Regions from separate parts of the Rattus norvegicus genome. Here region 2 is linked to region 1. The links are chromatin contacts, called in public Hi-C maps. All regions are on one chromosome and are shown on one strand. Each heading gives the region's core, a stretch centred on a gene start, on an enhancer-like site or on the middle of the called end of the contact. The rest is flanking DNA. Distances are from core to core; before and after follow the strand shown.

The links. A called contact is a pair of places that touch in the nucleus more often than the background predicts.
Region 2: a contact with region 1 is called in a Hi-C map of the A7r5 cell line, with 8 times the contacts expected there. The contact joins two enhancer-like sites. A contact is called at or near these places in 3 of 12 Hi-C or Micro-C datasets (the A7r5 cell line, mammary epithelial cells and psoas muscle).

Annotation. Positions count from the first base shown.
Region 1 is chr1:173,763,798-173,770,600 of GRCr8, reverse strand. No RefSeq gene overlaps it. Among named protein-coding and RNA genes, the nearest start is that of Swap70, 65 kb to the right of the region's middle. Within about 2 kb of position 1,385, at least 30 of the 93 cell types and tissues checked have an H3K27ac peak or open chromatin away from gene starts, as enhancers often do. A contact at or near this core is called in the A7r5 cell line, where this site is marked.
Region 2 is chr1:174,265,670-174,272,568 of GRCr8, reverse strand. All of the region lies in intron 1 of LOC108349612 (a long non-coding RNA gene), which reads right to left. Among named protein-coding and RNA genes, the nearest start is that of Ampd3, 51 kb to the left of the region's middle. Within about 2 kb of position 3,043, at least 41 of the 93 cell types and tissues checked have an H3K27ac peak or open chromatin away from gene starts, as enhancers often do. A contact at or near this core is called in the A7r5 cell line, where this site is marked.

The sequences.
Region 1 (6,803 bases), core at 136-2,635:
GACATAAAGTTAGCCAGCACATTGTCCGTGTCACAGCCTTTCGAAACACCCAGGTAGGGTGGACCCAGGAAAGATGGTTTGAGCACCAGGGGAGGCGTCTAACCTGCTGCTCACCACTGGGAGCCACAGGGACCCTTTCCAACAGAAAAGGCTGAGTCAGATCTTTATTTTAGAAAAGTGCCCGACAGCTGTGGGCAGGGCAGAGCAGAGGGACAAGGTCTAAAGGCAGGAAGGCCAACTCGGGTAAACTGCAACTGCCCAGTTGAATCAAGGCATTGGAGTGGGTGGGGGGCGTCAAGAAAAGAGGATCCTACCCAGTCCCAGTGGGTGCATCTTCCAAACGTGCCACACCCAAGACTCAGGGAACAAAGATTGCAGGAGCTAGAGGATCAGTTTGCTGTGAGTCCTGTCTCCTAGTCATGTCAGATGCTACACCCATGAAGTCTCACAAACATGGCTACCTAAATGTAAGCTAGTGAGAACACCAACCATAGACATGTCAAAGTGGACAGGGGGGCCCACAAGGCCCCAACCCTCCATAAAGAACTACAGGCAACTAAGGAACGCTAAAAGTCTTTCTCAAGGAAAAGCACACCAAATGATTTTCTAATGCCAAATGGTCAGGCCTGAAAACAAACATACAAGTAACATACAGACTGAGCAGGGTATATCCAGGAAAATAAGCACACACACACACACACACTCATACACACACACACTCACACACAAATATATACACACACTCTCACACACACACTCACACACACCCATACACACACATGCACCCACACACTCACATACACATACACACACACTCACACACACCCATACACACAAATGCACCCACACACTCACATACACATACACACACACTCACACACACACACACACACATGTAACCACAATTAATGGGGAAAAAAGGAAGCCAGGAATTGAAAGAGAGCATGGGGTTTATTTGGGAGTGTTTGCAGGGAGGAAAGAGAAGGGGGGAAATGATGTAATTACATTATAATCTCAAAAATAAAAGAAATAATAAAAAAAGAAAGATTCCAGAAACAAAGGCGTGTCCCTGGGAGCAAGCCCAGGCCAGAGGGTTGTCCCTGCCAGATGATGGGCAGCCCAGCAGGGGGTCTGGGTTATGCAATCAGCAGGCAGCTCCCCCACCCCCCCTTCCCCAAGGAGCGCCAGCCCAGAAGCTCTCTGTACCCATCTGCATCAGCCCTGTCCCACAGTCCCAGGTGCCAAGCGGTGGCACGGACAGCTCCAGCCCCGCAGGTCAAGCCTGGCTGTGGGAAGCTGGGCCTCTGTTCATTTTCTCCAAGTCCACAGAGGCTGGGCCTTGGGCCCAGTGAAGTCACTGCCTGGGAAGCATCCCTGGCTCCCTGCCCACCCATGAAGGCTATATTTGGAGCAAGACGACTCCGTGCAGACACAGAGCTCTGGACCCACCCTGAGGAGCTGCCCTGACCAATTTTACCAAGCAGGGGGTGGTCACCCGTCTCTTCATTTGTCTGCCCATTCATTCTGCTCACCTGTTCATCCAAGTGTCTTTGGCACCCCCCCACCCCAGTACAAAGAAGCGGGTAGGTTGAGCTGTACTTTAAGCCTACATCTATGTGTAGGCTTGTGGGCGTTTGCTTTTAAACAGGGATGGCAGAACAGACTCCAGAGCTGGCTGGCACCAGTGACTCACAGTCAGGTGCACCCTGTCTCTGTGTACCTGTGTACACATGCGAGCCAGCACGTGCTCCCCGAGGAGTGACAGTGACTCAGCTGCACAAGGCATCTGGATACCTGTGTGGCTGTGTCTGTGGGCACAGCCCTGAGCACAGGCTCCTGTTCCCCAGGGGCTGTGACTCAACTGCACATGGTGACCCAGGAGCGCACAGGCCAGCTGTGTCTTCTCAGCTTCCACCAACTTGCCAAGCCAAATAGACAGTGTTGGGTGCAAACATTCTCTCCCAGAGTGTGCCTGGAGTACTGTGAGGCCAGGTGACCTTGGAAGACCAGAAAGCAGTAGCAGTTCTTATCCAACAGCGGTGGCCATGGATCCCTACCTCGGCCCAGCTCTTAATGCCCTCAACCTCTTTCTTTGCTGATGCTTCCTGGAACCTCAGAGGTAACGCTCGCTCCACTGGCCCCATCGTCACACCAGAGCACCAGCCTCAAGAGTCACACACAGAGACCCAGGCCCAGGCATCAGAGCTGTGTCCTTCAAGCTGGCGGCACAATCAATGTTCCTGCTGTACCCACCAAGTCTCTCTGTTGCAGGCCCCGACAATCAACCAGCTTTGAGCAAGCGGAGACAGGGGGTCTGGTGCTGACCTCTGGGCTTCCCCACAGACTGCTGCCCCATCTTCACCTCTAGGCTCCATCTGTCCCTGGCTGTCTCTGTCCTTATCTGTCCCCAGTCTATCTTTGTCTCTTCTCCCCGGCAGGCTGTCTACCACAGAGGCCTCACTGGAGCGGAGGTGCTGACAGAGAGGGGGTGTGGGGTGGACACTCAGTGTCCCTTTTTCAGCCTTATCAAGAAAACTGAAGTCATTGCTCAGGGGGCTCAAGCTGGAATTTCGCCCTAGATGACCTCCCTGGGTTTGGGGCCTCCACAGAGACAGCCCGGGTCAGGGAGTCAGGAAACAGGCCCCTTCTCACCGGCTGCTGACTCTCCACCCTCCACCCTCCCCCATCTCCAAGGCGCCTCCAGCCAAAACTCCAAGCTTGCTGGCTTGCTCCCAGAAGGCATTGTAAAAGACGGTTAGACAGAAAGCTGTGGTGACCACACTGGACCAAGGATGCAATTCAGGGTCTCCTCAGATCCCAAGGGAAAGTGGGAAGAGCCTCAGGGACAGAGAGGCCATAGAACTGCCACCCCAGGCATTAGGCCTGCCTGCATCGTAGAAGTGGTGGGGATCCTCTGGCATAAAGGACCCCTCATTTGGGCTTTCTGGTCCCCAGAGCCTGTGACTCCTTGGGACGGACTGCCTGCCTCCCTAAGCCCGACTTTTCACATCTCTAAAATAGGTAAATCATGTCAACGGAATGGGGTGGCGAAATTGGGTGGGGTGGCTCCCGGCAGTGCTCAGAGTTGGGGCTGTCCCCACTGACAGGATCCTGGTCTTAACCCGCGGACGCGGTGCACGGCTGCCACCTGGCGGCCGACCGGCCAGAAGCACAAGCGCAGCAGCGAGGTCCCAGATCCAACAGCTCTCCCTTCTGAATCCTGGCGACTGTCCCAAAAGGTGACTTCATACCTGCTTTTCCGTTCCCCACACGGAGTATCACATCACCTTGGGATAGCAAAAGGCTAGAGTATTGTTTGTTAGGAGAAAGAGTTCAAATGAGCCTGCCCATCAAAGGAGTCTGGGAAGTCTCCTCAAAGGCATGAGGGGTGTTTTCCACTTAGTATCTGTTTTCATGACGATTCCTGGGAGAAATGGAGACTAGACGCTAGGATTGGCTTTCCTTAGAAAGGAGATGAGTCTCCAATGTCGGGGCAGGATGGAGTAGATTCAGTTCCCACAGTCAGAGCTAAGGTTTGACCCCACTGCGGGGTCTACTCAGGCTCAGACGGGGCCTGCTAACATCCGGGTCATGTTTGTGGGCGGGGCATTTATACGGTAAGTTGGAAACGCCTGTGGCTCACCTGTGGGAGCTTCTCAGCTTGGTTCTGAGGGGCTTGGGACACAGCTGCTGAAACAATGTCGGGGCAGCAGGAGTTGGTCAACCCCAAAGACAGAACATCTCTGACCAGAGCATAAAACGTCAGTGGCCACCCAAGAAGTCACAGGTGCAGGGCAGAGATGTGAATCCATGGGAACCCGCTGGGCAGTCCCAGCCCCTAGAGATCCCCTTGAGCACCCCTTACTTAGGGCTAAGGCAGACTGTGAGATGACAAGAACTAGGTATTTCTGGGCCCCATTCTCAGACCGTTTGGTTCATTCCTCCTTGGACACTTCAGAGGTTGCACACCTGCCTGTAGAGACACAAAAAGCATCTAAGACATTTCCCCAATTCTCCAGAAGCCTTGCATGAGTAACTTAATACACACACCTGCCAGACAGTCGGCAGAAATCCCCGTCACATGGCCTTGCCTCGCTCAGATGGAAAGTCCCCCTCCACATGACTTCCCCCGACAGCATTATGGGGTGTGGGGAGTGTCCCCACCAGCCTTTAAGGGGCAGATGGCCATCTGGTGCTCCAGGGGTGACATGCTGGGACATCATCTGTGCAGTGTCTTCTGAGGGCAGAGAGCCTGAATCTAACCCTTTTAGCGGAAGGTGAGCTGAGATTGTCACCAGCAGCCCCAGGCAATCCCCTTAGAGCCTTGGGAGTCGGGGGCTCAGTTTGGTTGCAGGTGGGTTTTGACTTAGTCGCAGAAAAGAACGTTGCCCATTAACTACTCCAGCACACTATGATGAGTGGCGCCCGTGGCCATCTGAGAATGTCACCTTTCAATTCAGTGCAGCTGTGCCAGCAATTAGCCAGAGATGTTTCTCTGCCGTAAGCAGCAGCTAATGCAGAGCCTCAACTCCTCAGAGCGCTGAGAGCACGTGACTGCGGAGTGATCAGCCCTAACTGGAGCATCCGTAACAAGTCCATCCCATGGCTCAGGGAACATCAAGGCAGAACAAAGTCAGGAGTAGAGCTGTACTACGGAATGCTGCGTTCTTGACCAGACATAGCCACTGTGCTCAGGAAGTCACGGCAGCCATTAACTGCACATGATCAAACCAACAAGACCAGTCAGCATCCCAAAAGGCAACACTGACTGGACTCAGCTACAAAAACGAAAGGGGAAAAAGTGGAGGAGGGTCGTGCTGGGGGTGCAGGACAGGGCTATAACTGAGATGGGTATAACTGAGATGCACCACAGACGTGTGGGTCGGTAAACAACAAATAAAAGCCTAAAAATGGCAACTTCAAGTAAGGTGACTTAGTGAGTTTACTGTTTAAGCAGGAAGACAAGACACCCTTGAGGAAGGTCACACTCAGGGAAAGGACACGGTGGCTCTCCACAGACCCGGGGGAGGGCGGTTTGGGGGGATAAGGTGACCTGGGGGCTCTGTAAGGAGGTTCAGGTATTGAAGAAGGCATGAGCTGGCGCACCTTTTGCTGGTCCATATGAAGTTGTCCTTGAGGCTTTCTGTAGGCACACTGTGCATGTTCATGCGTGAACGTGCGTGTGTGTGTGTGTGTGTGTGTGTGTGTGTGCGCGCGCGCACGTGCGCGCGCAGCTGGAAGTTTTGTTCTTGTAAAGAAAAAACATATGTCACCCAGAGAATGGGCTGAAGACTGGTCCATCTAGTGGGAGGTGTTTCTCAGAAGGGAGCACTGTCCTAATACAGGAAGCATCAGTAGTCAAAAACCCCTGGTCAGCCCTGCAGGGCGGGGCTCAGAACTAGGAATGTACGGAAGTAGGGGTGAGAGGAGTTGTAGCCATCCTGCCTCGGAGCCACAGCTAAGCCCAGATCTGTGACTGATGCCCAAACTCCTTCCCAGGTGAGTCCTCTGATCCAAGCAGAGCTGGAAAACACAAAACACTGGAAAAGTCCCTTTCCTGCCCTGTCATCAGCTTCCAGCTCAGGACCAGGGCTGCAGGTCTTGGGACTCTGAGATGAAGTCTTTTCCTCAGTTCATGTTCTCTGTGAACACTCGTTCTATCCTGGTTTTCATAACCAGAAAGGAGTGTGCTGGCTGCAGCAGATGCCTCAAATCAGCCCCACTTGGAGGGGAAGCTGTCGATTCCTGTAAAACCTCACTGACCCTGCTGAGGCTTCAGAGTCACTGGTCTTGGGTAGTGGGCACGTTTGTGGTGGACACTAAATTCCAGCCCCGAAACACTTTCCCCTCGTACAAAACTTGCTCAGCAGCCTAGGACAGCCTAACGCCCACTGGACAGACTCTGAGGGGAACACGGAGGTGGCAGCCAGTCTGAAACCAGTCTGTGATGGACCCTGTCCCTGGGGTGCTCCTGGCTAAAGAGCAGAGGGGAAACACAAGAAAGTGAGGCCCAGGAATGCCACCTTCAGAATCCCAGTTTAGGCTACTGGTCTATTTGGGGGAGAATTGGGGTGGAACGACTTCGAATGGGGAGGTGGGATCTGTCAGAATGAGGGTCACTGGACAGAACCCTCTTACCTACTAACAATCTCTCTGGCCCTCTCAACTGCCATGCAGGAGGCAGACATAGAGAAAGGCCCACATTCCTGTGGGTGCACGGCCCTGACAGACCGTCTCTGCTGTAGTAAACTGGACAGGGAGGCCGAGTCTAGACTAGGGTTAGAATTTAGTGTCCACCACAAACGTGCCCACTACCCAAGACCAGTGACTTGGAAACCTCAGAAGGGACAATGAGGCTTAACAGGATTTAACAGCCTCCCCTCCACTCGGGGGTGATGTGAGGCACCGCCTACAGCCAGCACACTCCTTCCAGTTACGAAAACCGCAAATGTTTCCAGACACTGCCAAGTGTCCCCTCAGGAACAAGTGTCCTTACTTGAGAGCATCACAATTGAGAAAGAAGAATAGTTTGACAAACACGAGGTAGGTGTCCATGAGGGGAGACCAGTTTACCAATACACAGTCAAGCTAGAACAAGGGACTGCTTCATCCACAGTAAGAGTTTTAATCTTGGTGACCATGGAAAACCAAATAGAAAACCACAATGTTTATTCTAGCTAAAGAAAATTTGAGAAAACAGACAAGAGGAAAAGGCTTCAGAGGTAACAACAACAATAAAGTCGGTTCTGTAGGTTCCTGAGCTGACACAGCCACCAAGGCTTCCCACAGCTGTGACTCACACA
Region 2 (6,899 bases), core at 1,794-4,293, 500 kb before region 1:
TCTCTGTGTGTGTGTGTGTGTGTGTGTGTGTGTGTGTGTGTGTGTGCGTGCGTGTGTGTGTGTGTGTGTGTGTGCATGCGAGTGTTTTCAATGGAATTATTCAGCATCTTAAAAGGAGATCTTGTCATTTGAAATGACGTGGGTAAATTTAAAAGACATTGAGCTGTAATGAAATAAGCTAAACAAATGAAAAAAACGTTGCGTGAAACCCGTTATGTATGGGATCCAGGCTTGTTTTTTAATTGAACAATAGAGCTGGTAAGATGGCTCAGTTGGTTAAGAGTGCTTTTCACCAAGCCAAGTGGTCTGAGTTCTATTCCTTGAACCTAGATGGTAGAAGGAGGAGACGGATCCCAAAAGTTGTCCTCTGACATCCATATACTCACTGTGGTGTACACACACATTCTGAATAAACAAACAAATGTAATCAGTCAACATATAGCAGCAGGAGAATAGTGAGCGACAACAGTGGGAGGGTCAAAGGGCATAGAGTTGTGGCTTTATGGGACAAATAGAGAAATCCAGCATAGAGCATGTTACACTGTAAATTTGTTGAGAGAGTGGGAGTTAAGTATTAACCTAAAATTGGAAGGAGGAGAAAGAGAGACTGGAGATTGTGGATATGTTAATTAGTTAATGAATATGTAAACTGTGAGGTGATTGATAATATATATATATACATACATACATGTATATATTAGATATAAATAGAGATACAAGGGCCCAGGAGACCCAAGGTTGATAGAAGGGCAAAGCTGCCCCTAAGAAATCATAGTCTCTTGGAGACGGTGGGGCCGACATCAGCACCCTCAATATAGCTTAGAAAGTACCTTGAGGAAACTAGACCAGGAGCAGAGGACAGCAGGAAGGAAGTGTTCTCTTTAGGAAGTCATGGAAGGTGGGGAGCCTGCAGGGCAACCCCAGTGTGTGTGGGCCTGGGACGAGGTCACCAAGAGGAACCAGCTGCAAGCCACTCTCTTAATGAGTGCAGCCTCCAGGCCACCCTCCCACATCCCTGTTTCCACTTAGCCTACCCTTGAGCTCTGGGTGACCTTCAGGTCCTAGCTGTCCCCAGTCCTCTGTGCTCAGCAGCCCTTGAGCTGCCAGGCACCCTCTGGCTTCCCTGACTTCCATTCCCTATGGGTAATGACTTCCACTCTAAAGGAAGTGAGCCGAAAGTTGTTGAATGGGGCCACACTAGGGGTTAAGCCAGAACCACATAGGAGTTCTCCATCCCTTCCTAGACCCTCTTGAACACTGATCTCACTGCCCCAGAAGAACCTTAGCAGCAACTCCTAACTGTAACACACAGCAGCTGCCAGGCCACTGCTCGCTCTGCACTGCTCGCTCTGCACTGCTCGCTCTTGCACTGCCGCCACACTGGGTCCCCAGGGCCGCTACTTCTGTAAGCTAGGGAATGGAGCCCAGCAGGCTCAGATGCCAGCCTGGATACTGCTGTAGAGGTAGATTAGTATTTAAATCCGTAGACTCAGGTTCGGGGAGACGGCTCAGCAGTTATGAACACTAGCTGATTCTTCAGAGGACCTAGGCTCAGTTCCTAGCATCCACGTGGCAGCTCATACAAGCCTGTAACTCCAATTCTAGGGGACCTAATGCCATATCCTGATGCCCTCTGGTACTAGGAACTCGCATGGTCCACATATGTACATACAGGCAAAATGCCCGTGCCCATAACATAAATAAATAACCCTTTAAACTAGCAGACTTTTGAATAAAGCAGATCACATGCCATCGGGTGGTAGGCTTTATCTGATGAGCCTAAGTCTCTAAGAGCAAAGACTGTGTTTTAGAGCAGGAGTTTGGCCTTGAGACTACAACACAGAGACTGCCTCTATCTCTGCCCTGCCAGTCTGCCTTGAAACAAGAACTACAGACGTGTCAGCTTCTACAATGACATGTGTCAACTCTCTGGAACAAACCTCTCCTGGTGAAAATCCCTAGGAGATGTATATATAAGCATTCTACATTACTCAGATCTCTCTCTCTCTCTCTCTCTCTCTCTCTCTCTCTCTCTCTCTCTCTCTCTCTCTCCACACACACACACACAGACACACACAGACACAGACACACACACACACACACACACACACACACACACACACACACACACACACACACAGGCGCGCACAGAATTCTATCCCTCTGGATAACCTGATTAATACACTCTCTCCTTCTACTTCATTCATAGACAAGGGTGCAACCTTAGCTTCCCTCAGTGGCACCAAGTACTTTGAGGACATCAAGGGCCCTGGGTACCAGGTTGAGCATTTGCTCCTTGTGATCCTTCCAGGAACAGCCTGGCTCATGCCCAGTGCTGAGGGAGTCTCTTGCAGCCATGAGAGAAAGCTACCAGAAAATGGATTTGATTAAAATAAAATGTTGACACAGACGACAAGCATTCACATCGAAGATTACATATCAGAACGAAATAGTCACCAAGACCTCGATTTCCATCACACACAGTGACTCACTTGCTCATTTAACAAATATTTACTGACTGTGTGCATGGAACAAGCTTTCTTCTAGGTGCTGGGAATGCAGCAACAAAGGAGACAATTGCACTCTAGGAGAGACAGGCAACTTGCATATTGAGATCTAATGTCTTCTATGTTGAGAGAAGGCTCTGGAGAGAAACTGAGCCCAGCAAGGAGAGTGGACCAAGAGAGGCAGGTGAAGAGGGTCTGGCTGGTGTAAGGTGCACAGAGGCTACTGTTAAAGTGGCATTTGAAAGGAGGTAGGAGGTAGGCCAGGAAGCCCTGAGTGAGGAAAGCAGCTCCAGAGAGGAGCCAGCAAAGGTAGAGCTCCCAAGGTGGTACACTGGGAGAGCAGCAAGGAGCCAGCGGAGGCAGGGCAAACTAAGAAGGGAGAGCAGAGAAGTAGCAGAGGTAGGCTAAGCACGAACTGAAGAATTAGGCGGTCACTAAATGTTGGTCCAGAAGAGGCGCCCTAACTCTGCAAGACTCTAAAGAGGAGGTAGCTCAGAATGTGAGGACCCGAGTCCTCAACAGACAGAGCGGAGAAAGGGAAGTGGTGGGGCTCTGTAGACAGTGATTTAGGGCCCATCATTCCTGAGCTGCAATATACCCAGAGAAGCCAATGACTAAACTTCCTGCCTCTTTTGTCTTGCCTCATCCCTAGAGGTAGAACTGGATTTAACACTAAGGTGAAGTAGTTGAGGACAGGAGAAAGGTCAATGAGGGAGAAAGCCACCAAGAACCATCTCTGAAAGTTGATGTTTGTACTATTTTTGGCTTTATTTGTTTGTTTGTTTGGTTGGTTGGTATTTGGTTTTTACAACAGTTACACTTTGTAACCCAGGCTAGTACCCAAACTCTTAGTGAGTTTCCACATCTTACCATCTTTCTATCCCTCCAACAACATTCCATAGCTGTTGTCAACACTATTGTCCCTTATCCACCACTGATTCCACTGGTGGGGAGAAGAAAGAGAGATCTTGTTTAAATATTAGGATTACCCACAATGGGGAGGTGGAGACTTTCTCCCTGAAGAAGTTGCTTGGGAATCTCTGTGTTTAGTAAGCAGAAACAATTGGCTAGTCATAAACAACTCTTCCCCTCCCTGGTGTGTCCTTTAAAGCCAAGAATGGGGGCATCAAGAACCCAGGTCCTCTGAGCTCAGCCCTGAAGCAAATTCAGAGCTCTCAGCAAGAAATCACCCCTGACCTGGAAGCCAGAGAGGCACGCTGTGTTCTCCTACCCCTCAGAAGTGACGTGCCCCTTCCTTTTCCAATGTCCCCTTTCTGTCTGGAACATGGGGAGGATGAGTGCCCCTCCCCCCCAACTAGAGCTGATGACTCAGAGGCCACCTGCATCCATTTTCCAGCTCTGCCCGTGGCACATCCTCTGTTCCTGCTTCTAAGCCGTCAGCAATCAGTGCCCTCTGCCTGGGCTACATCTGAACACTGAAGCATTCTTCCAGGATTCGTCACTTTCTGAGAGGGCTTACATAAAGAGGAGCTGTTTCCAGGACAGAGCAAAGACTCACCAGTGGAATTTAGAACAATCCTTGGAAAAGCCAGTCCCCTAGAGAAGGGAAAATTCCCCTGCCCTAGCAGACTCATCACTTGCGAGCAGCCCTGAGCCTGCAGGGACCCTCAAAGGAGAATGACAGAGAACCCAAAACCCTGAGCCCTGTACTCTGGAAGTTTTGCAGGACCTGGATGCTAGGGTTCAGTTTATGGGGATGGGATGAGAAGACTCTTCCCGCTCTGCCTCTTCTCAGTGAACACATCTCCCAACTTCAATGTTCCCCAATGCTCCCATCTGCTAGAGCTGCTCGGATGCTTTCTCTGAGAGACACCAACCAAGGCTGATCTCTGGATGCTTGGCGCCACTCTGCCTCCATCGAATGACTTCAGGTTCGAGCAACCTGGGAGTCAGGCATGAAGGCTCCTCGCTCACTGAACTGGACTTCCTGTGAGATGAGACCAAGCCACCATCCACTTCCTGATAGACCTTTATGGAAACTTCCTGGCCAGTACTTGTCTTCCCATAGCTTTTTTCTTCAGCTGTGTCTCCTGCATTCAAATGTCACCCCACTTCATTCAACTCTTTCTGGACTGTTCTTCAACTGGTCTTTCTGTAACATATTTTCTTTATTCCCTCAGAGCCTTGGCTTTTTTAAAGAGGGTGTTTCACTATATAGGTCAGGCTGGTCACAAATATAATACAGGCAAGGATGACTTTGAACTCCTGAGCCTCTTGCCTCAACCATCTAAGCACTAGGATTATAGGTGTGTATCACATCTGGCCTTAACATTTTTTTTTACCTTCTGTGTGATTGTGTATGTTGTTGATCCTCTAACCAAGTCCTCAGATCTCAACTTCAGGGTCATCTCCAAAAGAGTTTATGCTGACACCCATCCAAAGTAGGTCCTTCCTACTAACCTTTTGCTCCCTTTTGGTCTCCCCTTTATTTCCTACAGAGCATTTAGCCAACTTGAGTTAGGCATATTTTAACAATAATGATATGCTTGTATGTTTCCTGTCAGTCTTCCCTGCTTTTGATTCTCATGAGCATAGATTGGAAGGAGGCACTTCAGAGAGTCCTGAGAGACAGAACTGGGGCTTGGTAGAGAGAACAAGATTCCTTGAGGGAAGAGACCATTTCTCACACCATGTTCCTACTGTCTAGCTCAAATCTTGGCAGAGAATCTTCCTGGATGGATGGATGGATGGATGGATGGATGGATGGATGGACGGATGGATGGACGGATGGATGGATGGGTGGGTGGATGGACAGGTGGATGGATGGATGGATGGATGGATGGATGGATGAATGCTGGTTGCCTAGATGGATAGATAGTGATGTATAGGTAATGCATAGATGATGAGTGGATGGATGAATGATGGCTGGATGGGATAACTTTAGCTTTGAGCATAAAGTGGTGGAAACCATGTCTAAGAAATGAGGAGTTGTTAGAATAGACTCTGTACCTAAAGGAACCTTGGAGACCCATTTCAGAAATGTGGACCGGCTGGAGAGATGGCTCAGTGGTTAAGAGCACTGGCTGCTCTTCCAGAGGTCCTGAGTTCAAACCCCAGCAACCACATGGTGGCTCATAACCATCAGAAATGTGGACCATGTCATTTCAGCCCCTGAATGAGAAAACTCACCCATGAGTACACTCAGGAAATACCTTCCTGGATGATGAGATGGAAATGAAAACCAAATGGCTGAGGAATGCCGCCGCTTCCCTCGCTCTTCACAGGGGGCAGAGCTCTTGGACTCTGGCTGGGTCACAGGCTGATGAGTTGATGAAGGAAGGATGACCCACAATACTCTGGGACGTGTTTACATGACAGAACTTGGTTTTGCAATATCAGCAGCCTTCCCTAGAACATCAGGGACAAATTCCAGAAGAGAAGACTTGCTATCTATGGATTCCCAGTGACTCATACAACCAACCAAAGGAACACAAATGAAAGAGGCAGCTGACTGTTGGGCACAGATCAACACAATGACAGCTTGACACAATGGAGCAGGCAAGTCAGCCTGTGCCAAATGTTATTAGAATGAGCTCACATGGAACCTTCTAGAACAGTCAGTAAGAGGCCAAGGATGGCGGCTGCCTAAGCTGCTACTATATTCACTTAGCATGCCTAGCCCACTGGAAAGCTGTAGAACATAGTGAAAGAAATGAGTCCCTATGGGGTTGGGGAATCAAACCTAACACTATCACGGAAGAATTAAGGATACCAATGTTGTGTAACAAAAAAGGCAGACAGGTAATTTAGAGGGAGAGACGGTGGCACTAAGGAGTCCCTTGAGGACATTTTGGATTTTTTCTGGAGGAAATGAAGGGAGGATGCAAAGAGAAAAGAGAGGTAAACATGTTGTGTGTAAACTTCAATAACAATGCAAGGATGCAACAAGATTGACTTTGCAAAAGAATGTGGTTTGTGACAAATGTGAATGCCATGGTGGCTATAAAGGAGCTGCAGCATGCTGGCCCAACTACTGAGCCAGTGGAATCCAAATTTGGATTTTCAGAGAGAATGGGGAATGGTTCCAGAAATTCAGTCTGTGTGCATGAAGTTCCAGGACCATGGAGAATATTGATCCCTCTTCAAGATAGATGTAAAGGCTGCAGTAGTAAGAAGACTGGGAGAAGATTCTAGAAGATTATGTTGGTTTGGAATTTTTGTCAACACCAGCTAGAATCATCTGAGAAGAGAGAACTTCAATTGAGAAAATGACGCCATCAGACTGGCCTGTGAAGCATTTCCTGGATTGAGGACTGATGTGGAAGGGCCAAGCTCACTTTGAGCAGAGTCATACTTGGGCACTGGGGTGTATAAGAAGCAAACTAAGCAAATCTGGAGGAGCAAGCTGTTAGGTTTTGTTACTCCATGTTC